Linked DNA regions of Zea mays: region 1 is linked to region 2. Evidence: chromatin contacts called from public Hi-C data. All regions are on one chromosome and are shown on one strand. Each heading gives the region's core, a stretch centred on a gene start, on an enhancer-like site or on the middle of the called end of the contact. The rest is flanking DNA. Distances are from core to core; before and after follow the strand shown. Region 1 holds the start of LOC542255 (rough sheath 1). Region 2 has its middle 14 kb from the start of LOC103631921.

Evidence for each region. Hi-C and Micro-C count contacts between places; a contact is called where the count stands out from the background.
Region 1: a contact with region 2 is called in a Hi-C map of tassel, with 2.3 times the contacts expected there. The contact joins the promoter of LOC542255 here to the enhancer-like site in region 2. A contact is called at or near these places in 10 of 25 Hi-C or Micro-C datasets (bundle sheath, ear, endosperm and 4 more) and 1 of 3 datasets of contacts at active chromatin or transcription factors (leaf).

Annotation. Positions count from the first base shown.
Region 1 is chr7:3,777,199-3,783,115 of Zm-B73-REFERENCE-NAM-5.0, forward strand. It overlaps LOC542255 (rough sheath 1), which reads left to right and starts at 4,488. Exons shown (of 5, transcript NM_001111861.2): 1 at 4,488-5,144; 2 at 5,356-5,466; 3 at 5,574-5,721. The coding sequence starts at 4,809.
Region 2 is chr7:3,690,467-3,695,708 of Zm-B73-REFERENCE-NAM-5.0, forward strand. No RefSeq gene overlaps it. Among protein-coding and RNA genes, the nearest start is that of LOC103631921, 14 kb to the left of the region's middle. Within about 2 kb of position 1,430, at least 4 of the 20 cell types and tissues checked have an H3K27ac peak or open chromatin away from gene starts, as enhancers often do. A contact at or near this core is called in ear and tassel, where this site is marked.

The DNA.
Region 1 (5,917 bases), core at 3,238-5,737, 90 kb after region 2:
ATTCTGCTCCTACGACCCTAGCTCCATTGACATCTGGTCAATCATGAATTGCCTACATGACTGGTATAAGGGCCAATCATCAATCCGTCTTATACGATCCAAACGGTTTCATCTCCTTGCTAGTGGAGGTGATAAATCCATATGAAGCTAAAAATATAATAGATTCATCGGTTTTTAGTTCATTGCAAGGATAACATAAAAATAGCTCCTTGCAATAGTGCAAAGGAGAGTTAAAGGCGAAAGCCAGAGGTTTTTTAATACGGCCTTGAAGCGGGTGGTGTACCTAGGGTTAGCTTGCTATATATAATTAAATTTAGGCCTCGTTTGCCATACCTTCACTTTATTAGTGAATCCATTTTTTATTGCTTCAATTTTATGAGCTGCCTTAGTGAATCTTTTGGCAAAACATTTTTTACATGTCAAGCCTTTAAAACGGGAACGTATCGGATGAAAACCAATCACTTGGTACAAAACGTGCAAGCAGTTGTGAAATTTTTAAAACATTCCTCTCAACGTGCATCAGTTTCAAAACAACCCTTTTCACCTTCCTTGGTATATTTTTAAATACACCCTTCCAACCCTACCAACGTGTTGATTTGCACGATTTGCACCAAATGGTTGGTCTTCATCAGATATGTTCCCCTTTAGAACATAGTCTCAAAGAAATCTACACAATGTCGACTAGACTACGTTAGAGCTAGATAAAGCTACTATTTTTAGCTCCATCACATATACGTCCTTGTGGGAGCATATTTTAAGGGACTCTTCAGATGGACTGATCACAAAATAGCTCCTAAAGTAGGTGGAGCAATTGTGCCAAACATGTATTTATTGTACAACTCATAAATACAAAAATAAAGAAAAATAGATATTTGGAAACCAAAGAGTTAATATATTTTTTAGATAACATAATAGAGTTTTAGCCTCTACCTTTTCGAAGATGGTACACATCTGAGAGTACTAGAGCCATGAAGTTGAACTCTTACAACCAAGATAGGAAATAAAAACGGCAAAGCAAGCACTAGTGCATAAAGGTTCAAACCAGCAGGTAGAATGACACTAAAACTGGTCTCGTTCGATTTTGAATGTTCTAGCCAAACTTTGCAAACACTACTATAATTGTTGCACCCCGCTTGTACATCCACTGATGAACGATGGGTTTATCCACCTTATTATGTTGTAGGGACCATTGTCATATTGCCATGAAAATTACATGCAAAATATGTATTAGTTTGTCTTGATAAACACCATATTGATCCTATTCAACCATAAAGCCTAACAAAGCGCGGCTGCTCCTAACAAAATTTGATTACTAAGCTTAAGACCAAAGCCATTCAGCCAAGAACCGAACAGATTAGAAATGCTAGGGGGTGGCTGAATTCCAAAGGTGAACAACATTGAATTCCAAACAAAGCTTGTAAAGTGTCAATCAAACAACAAATGTCAGATGGTTTCTAAAGAGTTAAAAACAACACTTCTTTTTTGCTAAGTTATCTTTAGTAAAAGTAACATTTTTGAACTACCAAAAAACATTTTTTAGTGGTATGTTTAACTTTGAGAGAGGTTTTTTCTAGAAACCTTGCAAAATTATGGACTTATACATAGATGTGACCATGAACTTGCCATTTTTTATGGCTCCGCCAAAACAATTGGTGAGGTTGATTGGGACAAATTTTCACACCAGCCCATACTGAAAGGAAGATTTTTTCTTACCAACCTTATTCAAAAAGAAATATTAAGTTGTATAGTCCTTAGGATAATAGGATGTTTGCCACTATATATACCATCTTTTCTTCTTGATATCCTATAAACATTGGGCTAAACCTTACTAAACGACTTATCTCCTAACCAAATACCCCCCCTAAAACATAGTTTTTCGAAGCTTCCACTCGCCAAAAAAACATCCTTGACCTTCACGAGGCCACTCAAAAATGCAAATGCTCTGGCCTATGTTGCACTTGAATTAGGGATTTGATAAACATGTGTTTCTTACATAGAAGGTTTTGCCACACCCTGTTCCTATTATAAACCTAAACACCCAAATACTCAAAAGACACACACACATATATATAATGAGTTTCTATGCTTTAAATGCCTAGTCTAAATCAAAATCATCGCTAATTAACTTTTATTGTTTTGAGAAGAAATGTATTTTTCAAGAGAGGGTTGGGCGAGAGAACTATTTTTTTTCTTAAACTCCAATTCTGAAGGAGAATCGAGTTTCTAAACTAGCCATAAGATCGTGTGCACAGTCTACCTAAAATTTATCTAAAAGTACTATTTGCACGGTAGGCTATACTGTTTACATATTAAAGTTTGAATATAAGTATGTGGATGAGTAAGTACTAGAGATAGTCTAAGAGTTGCGTGAAAATTTATATTCGCACACACAAAGTAGGAAGAACATGGGACGGTTGGGGAAAAAGGCTGGGTATATATGACAAGCATTTTTTTACTTTCCCAAGGATTCATCTTTTCATCTTTTGTCTCTCTCGTTCCCAGAATCATCCCAGCGGTGAAAAGCGGACGACGGAACGGTGTGTGTGTGTGTGTGAGAGAGAGAGCACGTAACACATGCACATTGCAGGGCGTTTTACGGAGGGCACACGATGCGACTCCATCGATCGACACGGACGAGAAGCTAGCGAGCTGCGACACGTGCGAGTACGCGTCCTGTGGTTTGTCCTGGTCTCCCGGCTGGTCACTCCCGGCCGGCAGATGACATGACCCGGATGCAACAATTCACAAGCCCGGGACCCGGGACTGAGGACTCCTCTCCAGGTACATACAGCAGCAGCAATAGTCATTCGCTAGCAAAAAGGGCACCGATCATGCATGCACATTCCTCGCGTAAAACCTTTATATAACAACGGATAAATTTTCAAACTTTCACCGTCTTATTGAATTTTGAGCACTGCTGCTTCTACATTTTTTGGAATATGTATTGGTAGATGACACACATCGACATTCACATCGAATCATTTTTTATTAAATTTCTCATGAAACATGTTTTGATGTTATATGTATTCGATCGGGTCTATACTCTATAGAAGGTAATACAATTTTCTATACAATTTGATTCTGGTCAAAAAAAAAGAAACAAAGTTAAACGAAGAGAAAATATAATCACATGATGCGACGGCCTAGTAAACCAGTGTGTTAGACACTTCCACAAAAATAATTATAAAAATAAATTTAATATTGAAGTGAACATATATTCCACATATCAGATAAAATATTAAACTGGTAAAGAACAAATATTATACTTTATTTTAGTCAAAAGGTCGAGAAAGATATGAGTTGAAAATGAGCCAACCGCTTTATTATAGCTCGCCATCTGTGGGTTAACGACCCACTGATAGACGAGAAGCGGGGAGAGGAAAACAGATGTGCGCTTGGTGTATGTAGTACGACCCCAAAAAATACCTTAAATTTAATATTACAATGAACATATAATCCATAGATTGAATATTAAACTGATAAGAATAAATGTTATATTTTATCTTAGCCAAAATATCGATAAAAGTTTGTGTAGAAAAGGAGTTGAATCCTCTTTTTTATAGCTTGCTTGGTCGCCCTTAGGTAGTGTTTGGTTGAAGAGCCAAGTAGAACGGAACGACTCCGTTCTACTTAGCTAGCGGACTGATACATGAGAGCGCTACGGTGCGTGACACTTCCTGTCGTATTGGGCTGGGATAGTTTCTCACGTTTATATGTGAATTAACAGCCTGCCTGGTAGGCGAGAAGCAATGGGAGGAAACCATGGGCCTGTTTGGTTCAGCTTTTTTCTGTCCAACTTTTTTGAAAATCTGGCTGTGGGAGAATCTGAGTATCATTACGATTACGTGTGGAGGAAGATAAAGTTGTTCATATAGCTCAGGATTTAGAAAGTGACGGATTCCTACTATTACAGCGACTCAACCGATTATGTGTTTATGTAGATTTTGGATGGTTTTTTCCCTAACGAATTTTATAGAAGCTGGCTAAAAAGCTGAACGTTTGGCAGTCCGCAGCAGCTTTTGGTGGCTAGAAGCTGTCAGAAGCCGAAACAATCAGGGCCCATATGCGTGTGACGCAAGACTACCGTCGAATGTTTTTGCATATGATATGTTCCCTTTTAAGATATATAAAACTTGTTACAATAATAGAGTTGTGCAACAAATAACTTTTAAGATAGCAATGATTTTGTTTTTGCAGACAACGATATGTTAAAGGAAGCAGTTAATACTCAAAATATATTTTATATTGGTTTTCTATACTGGAAACACTTTTAACATCTGTATGGAGGGTTATTATTGTCCTTTTGGTTTAACCTAGGCATGCATGTTCATTTTCTCATGGAGGAGCAGCCATACGTACGTGGATATAATTTTTTTTCAGATGAATACCCATACGGCGGCATACGTCCCGTGCTGCCGCTGCTGCAGTGAGATTTGACGCGAGAAAAGAGGTCGCCACCAGCCAGCCATCCACATTCCGATTCCACACAGGGCCGGCAGTAGTGCACAGTGCAGCCGCTGCTGCTCTGCCCTCTACGGCTACGAGTGCGAGGAGCCGAGGACACCTTTCCCTTTCCCTTCCACCTCCCCTCCCCTCCGTCTCTCGTCCCCATTAATATCTAGCCGCCTCTCCCCCCGTCTCTTCTCCAAAACTGTGAGCGAGAGGCAGGGAGTGCGCTCGACGGCCGCCGCCATTAGTGATTTAGTGTTGAGAGAGGGAGAGAATCTAAAGTGACCGGACGCTGTCCTTCCTTGCTGATCGGCGACACGGTCCATCCCTCCCTCGCTCGCTAGGGTTCCTTTTCGTCCATGGATCAGAGCTTCGGGAATCTCGGGGCCGGAGCTGGGAGCAGCAGCGGGGGCTCCAACTCCAAGGCGGCGGCAGCCGCCGTGTCCTCCTCGTCTTTCCTGCAGCTGCCGCTGTCGACGGCGTCCCCCGCGTACTACGGCGCGCCGCTCGCGCTCCTGCACCACGCCGCCGCGGCCCCGTCGTCGTCGCAGCAGCACCAGCAGCAGCAGCACCACCACCACTACGCCAGGCACGGCGCCGAGATGTCGGCAGCGGAGGCCGAGGCCATCAAGGCCAAGATCGTGGCGCACCCGCAGTACTCGGCGCTCCTCGCCGCCTACCTCGACTGCCAGAAAGTACTTCGCTTGAGCTACCCCGACCCCGGCTGGCGTGACCTGCCGTCGGAAAAACCGCATCTTTTTTTATATCTTGATTCGTGAAGCGAGATTTGCTTAATTTGATGCGTAAATCTATCCACGCCTGTCGCGTCCTCACGCTCACCCTCACAGTCACAGGACAGCACGGTGGCTATGAAATGATGCGCGCGCTGTGTCTGTGTGATTGCAGGTGGGCGCGCCGCCGGACGTGCTGGAGAGGCTGACGGCCATGGCGGCAAAGCTGGACGCGCGCCCGCCGGGCCGCCACGAGCCGCGCGACCCGGAGCTGGACCAGTTCATGGTCGGTTCCCATGATCCCGTCCCCGTTCATCAATCCACACAGCCTGCTCGAGTCTAACCTATTTTCATCTCTCTCTTCCAATCCCACGCATGATTGCTCGCGTGCAGGAGGCGTACTGTAACATGCTCGTCAAGTACCGGGAGGAGCTCACCCGGCCGATCGACGAGGCCATGGAGTTCCTCAAGCGGGTGGAGGCGCAGCTCGACTGCATCTCCGGCGGCGGCGGCTCCTCCTCAGCGCGCCTCTCGCTCGCCGGTAAGATAGATGGACCGACCGACCGATCGGGGTCGTCTTGCTGCTCGATCCCTCCTCCTTCCGCTCTCGCCGGCACCGCTCGTACATGGCATGGCGGCGGTACGTACGGCGGCCGCGTGTTTTTATATCGCCACAACCACACATACTAGGATGAGGATTGCCGCATTGGGAATGGCTGCTTTCTAGATAGTGGGGG
Region 2 (5,242 bases), core at 180-2,679:
AGGCTTGTACCATTGCCGTGCTGTTAGTGCAGAGGAAATTAATTAATAGCCGGTGAGACCTAATGAAGACAATATAAAAAAAACATGGGTGGTGTAACCCTAGCCTTTTAATTATAGGAACCGGCCGATGATCGATGCGCTGTTTAACTCATCCGATCGAGTTCTGTCCGTCCGAATGCTTTGTTTACCCTCTAGCTAGATTATAAATAATTTGAGATAGATGGATTATGCAATTCAGATATCTAGATTATAATAATCTATAAGCAGATCACTAGGTACTTATATAATCCATAAGTTGGATCATATAATTTTGAAATGAAATTAACAGGGCCTAAAACATGTACTACCTATTTTAGCATAGCACATGCACCCACCTAGTAAATAATCCACGTGATGATACCTGAATTATCACAAGTGTGTCATTTTTAGAACAGTCGCGTGAATTCGAGTAGGAGTACGTAGGACTACTACCGGCCTCCTGGGCTGGGCCGCCTACGTCTACGTATAACGTATGTACAAGCCTTGGGCTTTCGGATCCCTTTTAGGTTTCCAGCTTTCTTTTCCCCCTTGTTTCGTTTCATTTCAGAGGCTTTCGGCTCCCGGAACCGGATGGAGACTGCAAGCTCCCTCCCGCTGGTCAGTGGTGACTGGTGAGTGGTGACTGGTGAGTGACCAGTCCAGCTACAACCCTGCCGGCCTGCTTGGCTGCGTGTGGCGGAATGGGGCTCTAATCTGATCTGATGCATGCGTTGCATTCATGAGCTGCTGGCTGGTGATGGAACTGCATGTCATGTACTCCGTTCCGATCCGTAGTCAGGCAGGCAGGCGTGGTAGTGTAGCTGCGACAGCTCGTAGTAGTAGAATCTCAGCAACAAGCAGATCTTTCAGAGACCACTATGCTCTCCGTTTGACCAGCTCTAGGCCCAAGAAGAAACGAATTCCATTGTCGTCGTCTGGATCCACCCACGACCTGCTATCTCTCTCTCTCTCTCTCTCTCTCTCTCTCTCTCTCTCTCTCTCTCTCTCTCTCTCTCTCTCTCTCTCTCTCTCTCTCTCTCTCTCAATATTCTACTACTACACCAAGAGGAATGCAATTTGACGACTCAGCATTTGCTTTAAGTCCCATCCAGCTGTGTTCGATAAGATTCGATCCTTGGCTTGCTTTGGACAACAACATGCACTACTATACGTGCTGTTTTAGCTTATTCAGTTATATTCTCCATCCTAAATAGTAACCTAAACGTCTGTCATATGAAGATGGACGAGAGATTACAGTGCATGCAGCAGCAGCATCTGAATTTTCAGCAAGTGCAAGAGATTGGCAGCAGCAGCAGCATTGGTGGCCTATGGAGCTAGCTACTGACACGCTCACACACGCACGTAGGAGTACTGTGAACGTGGTCTGGTCGTTTCGACGGTCAAGTGATCGACTTGTTACCGGGCATGCATGCACAGCAGTGAGCAGTGCACATGCCCTTTCTATCCCTTGCACACAGCCCAGCCTCTGCGCAAGCAACTTTTGTGCAGCAGCGGCCGGAGAGCGGGCGAGAGAGGCAAAGTTAAGGAAAGGAACCAGAGAGAGAGGGGAAAGACGGCGTGGTAGTAGAGTCTTGCATCGGCATCGTTGATCGTGTGGTCTGCTCGCCGCTACAAGCATCTCCATGTCATGTTTCTGATACGTCGCTCCAAATGGAATCCATGCGATTGCTTGCTTGCCAAATGTGCTATGTGCCCCTTGCCGTGATCCCCTTGTGTGCGACCGCTGCCAAAAATCCAAAGCCTCAGTCTGTGCGTGCGTGACTGCGTGTTGCCTCTCGAATCTCATCATGCTTGCATATGGTTAGTTGCAGGCATTGTTTCCTTTGTTCTTTTTCGTTAACAACTTAGTTCTTCTTCTTTATGGTCTCTTTTTTATCGAAAAACTGGCCTCCGGATCTTCAACAACAAAAGAAGACAAATCACATTACGTACGTCGGAAATAAGGCTTATACCGTCAAAAATAAGCTATTTACGACAGCTTTCGGCTTATATCCATCATCAGTCGTCCCTTGGCCTTAATAGTTCGGAAATAGTATTATGTCCGACGGCAGCCGTCTCTCGACCTTAATAGATCGGAAATAACATTATGTCTGACGGCTGCCATCGAACATAAATTATATCCGACGGTCGGAAAGGACCGTTGACATTTGTGACCGTTAACGGTCGTAGCGATCGCTAGTGGGCCCCACCGCATTATGTCCCACAGTCTCCATACAAGCCGTCGGAGATAACCCGCGTTATGTCCGACAGCCTCCAGTACAGGTTCGTGAATGATGATATCTCTTTGTATTTGAATCCCTCGAAGATGCACCCTTCAACTCGTCTCTTATTACCAACCATTGCACGTAGCTTCTTTAGTGTCCTTTCGATGTGATACATCCATCTATACTCGACAAAACCACCTACCTTAGCTTCGTATAGTAGGTAAACAAGTATATGTTGCATCGGACGAAGGAAATATATTTTCAAGTTTGCATACCAAAACCGGTATTTGTTGCTTAAGCTTCTCCACCATCTCTTTCTTTATTTCTTTAGCACAAAGATGTCTATAAAAGCAGCTTAGCTCCACTAACGCTTTCCACACATCATCTTTTACAAAACCACGGAACATAACAGGAAGGAGTCTTTCCATAATTCTGTGGTTGTCATGACTCTTCAACCCGAAAAACTTGACCGTCTTCAAATTCACAGACCTTCTAAAGCTCGCGACGTAACCATCAGGGAACTTTAGGTTTTCAACCATTTTATCAATTGTTTCTTCATTTTAGGTTTAAGACTGTAAGCAACATGTGGCTTCTTCTCGTTCTCTCCTAGCTCCAAAGTTGGTCGACTACAAATTAAGGCCAATCTTTTCTAGCCTTAGGGTTGTCTTTGTTTTGTCAGTGTTATTCAGGCAAGTGCTGATAATGCTTTCACTCATATTTCGTTCCTAGTGCATGACGTCAATGTTATGCAACAGAATCAAGGATTTCTGAAAGTCGCCTAGAGGGGGGTGGATAGGCAAAACCTGAAAATTAAAACTTTATCCCCCAACTAGATCCCTTCATTAGTGGTTAGAACAAGATATATAATTATCGGAATATAAAAACTAAGTTCTTTGCTTGTAAATAATGTTGCTTTGAAATAATGCGGAATTGATAATCAATACAACTAATAGGTATATGAATAATAAAGCAAGAAGGCTTAGATGGGAAGAGCAATACTTTCTTGCGAAGTGTTGCTTCACTAAATGAGAATTTAACTTGAAGCAACACCAAATGATATTGACAAAGAATAGCGCAAGAAAACTTAGAGGAAAGGAAAATAAACAAATCACAAGCAATAAACACAATAGACACGGATGATTTGTTTTACCGAGGTTCGGCCCTTGAAGGCCTAGTCCCCGTTGAGGAGTCCACTAAGGACGGGTCTTTTTCAACCCTTTCCCTCTCTCCACCGATCACCCAAGGATCGGCGAGCTCTTCTTCTTCTCAAGGATCACTCTCGATCCCGCAAGGACCACCACACTCTTTGGTGTCTCTTGCTAGCTTTTACAAGGCCTCCAAAACTTTGGAGGAAGTTCAATGGGAGTCAATACTCCACGCACAAATGAACACAAAGATGTAGCACACACTATCTCTCAATGAATCTCACAAGGCACTAGTGCTAAACTCAAATGAGTAGCTCTCTTTTGCTTGCTCTCTCTTTTGTGGCACTTGTGTTGGTTGTAGTGGTCTAAATCTTGTGTATAGTATGGATCAATGAATAATGTGGTTGGGAGGGCTTGAGTATGTCAACTAGATGACTTGGAATGTTGCTTGGGCTCCCTCACCTTGAAGTGGCCGGTTGGGGTGGTATTTATAGCCACCAACCAAAAACTAGCCGTTGGTGAACTCTGCTGGCGAAGGGCGCACCGGACAGTCCGGTGCGCCGCCACGTCATCCTGCCGTTAGGGCTTGGAGCTGGTCGACCGTTGGAGGCTTTGTCCTCATGTGGCACCAGACAGTCCGGTGTCGCACCGGACAGTCCGGTGCCCCTCTGACCGCTGCTCTGACTTCTGCCGCGGTACTGTTCACTTTGCAGAGTCGACCGTTGCGCGCAGATAGCCGTTGCTCCGCTGGTGCACCGGACAGTCCGGTGAATTATAGCAGAGCTGCGCCTGGGAAATCCGAAGGTGAAGAGTTCGAGCTGAAGCACCCTGGTGCACCAGACACTGTCCGGTGGCACACCGGACTGTCCGGTGCGCCAGACCAGGGCAGCCTTCGGTTCCCTTTTTGCTCCTTCCTTTTGAGACCTAACTTGTTCTTTTGATTGGTTTGTGTTGAACCTTTGGCACCTGTAGAATATATAATCTTGAACAAACTAGTTAGTCCAATTATTTGTGTTGGGCAATTCAACCACCAAAATCAATTAGGAAAAGGTTTGACCCTATTTCCCTTTCAATCTCCCCCTTTTTGGTGATTGATGCCAACACAAACCAAAGCAAATATATAAGTGCATAATTGAACTAGTTTGCATAATATATGTGCAAAGATTGCTTGGAATTAAACCAATCTATTATTTCATAAGATTTGCATGAATGTTTTAGATCATGCTTGCACCAATTGTTTTGTTTTTGCAAACTCTTTTGGAAATTCTTTTCAAAGTGTTTTGCAAAATAGTCAAAGGATAAATGAATAAGATTTTGAGAAGCATTTTCAAGATTTGAAATTTTCTCCCCCTGTTTCAAATGCTTTTCCTTTTACTAAACAAAACTCCCTTTCAATGAAATCCTCCTCTTAGTGTTCAAGAGGGTTTTAAGATATCAAACTTTTGAAGGTGCTACTTTCTCCCCTTTTGAACACAATAAGATACCAATTTGAAAAACTCTTTTTTAAAATAAGGGTGTTGGTGCGGTCCTTTTGCTTTGGGCTAATATTTTCTCCCCCTTTGGCATGAATCGCCAAAAACGGATACTTGAGTGAAATATAAGCCCGTTTACTTTCTCTCCCCCTTTGGCAAGTAATATATGAGTGAAGATTGTACCAAATATGGAGAGACGGCGGAGTACCGACAAAGAGTGGATAATACCAATGGAGTTGAGTGGAAGCGATGTCTTTGCCGAAAACTCCATTTCCCTTTCAATCTAAGACTTAATACATGAGATGCTCATGAAAACATATTAGTCTTAGTCTTGACACAAAATAGAGATAAGAAATATGCAAATGTACCAAAGGAAAGAGAC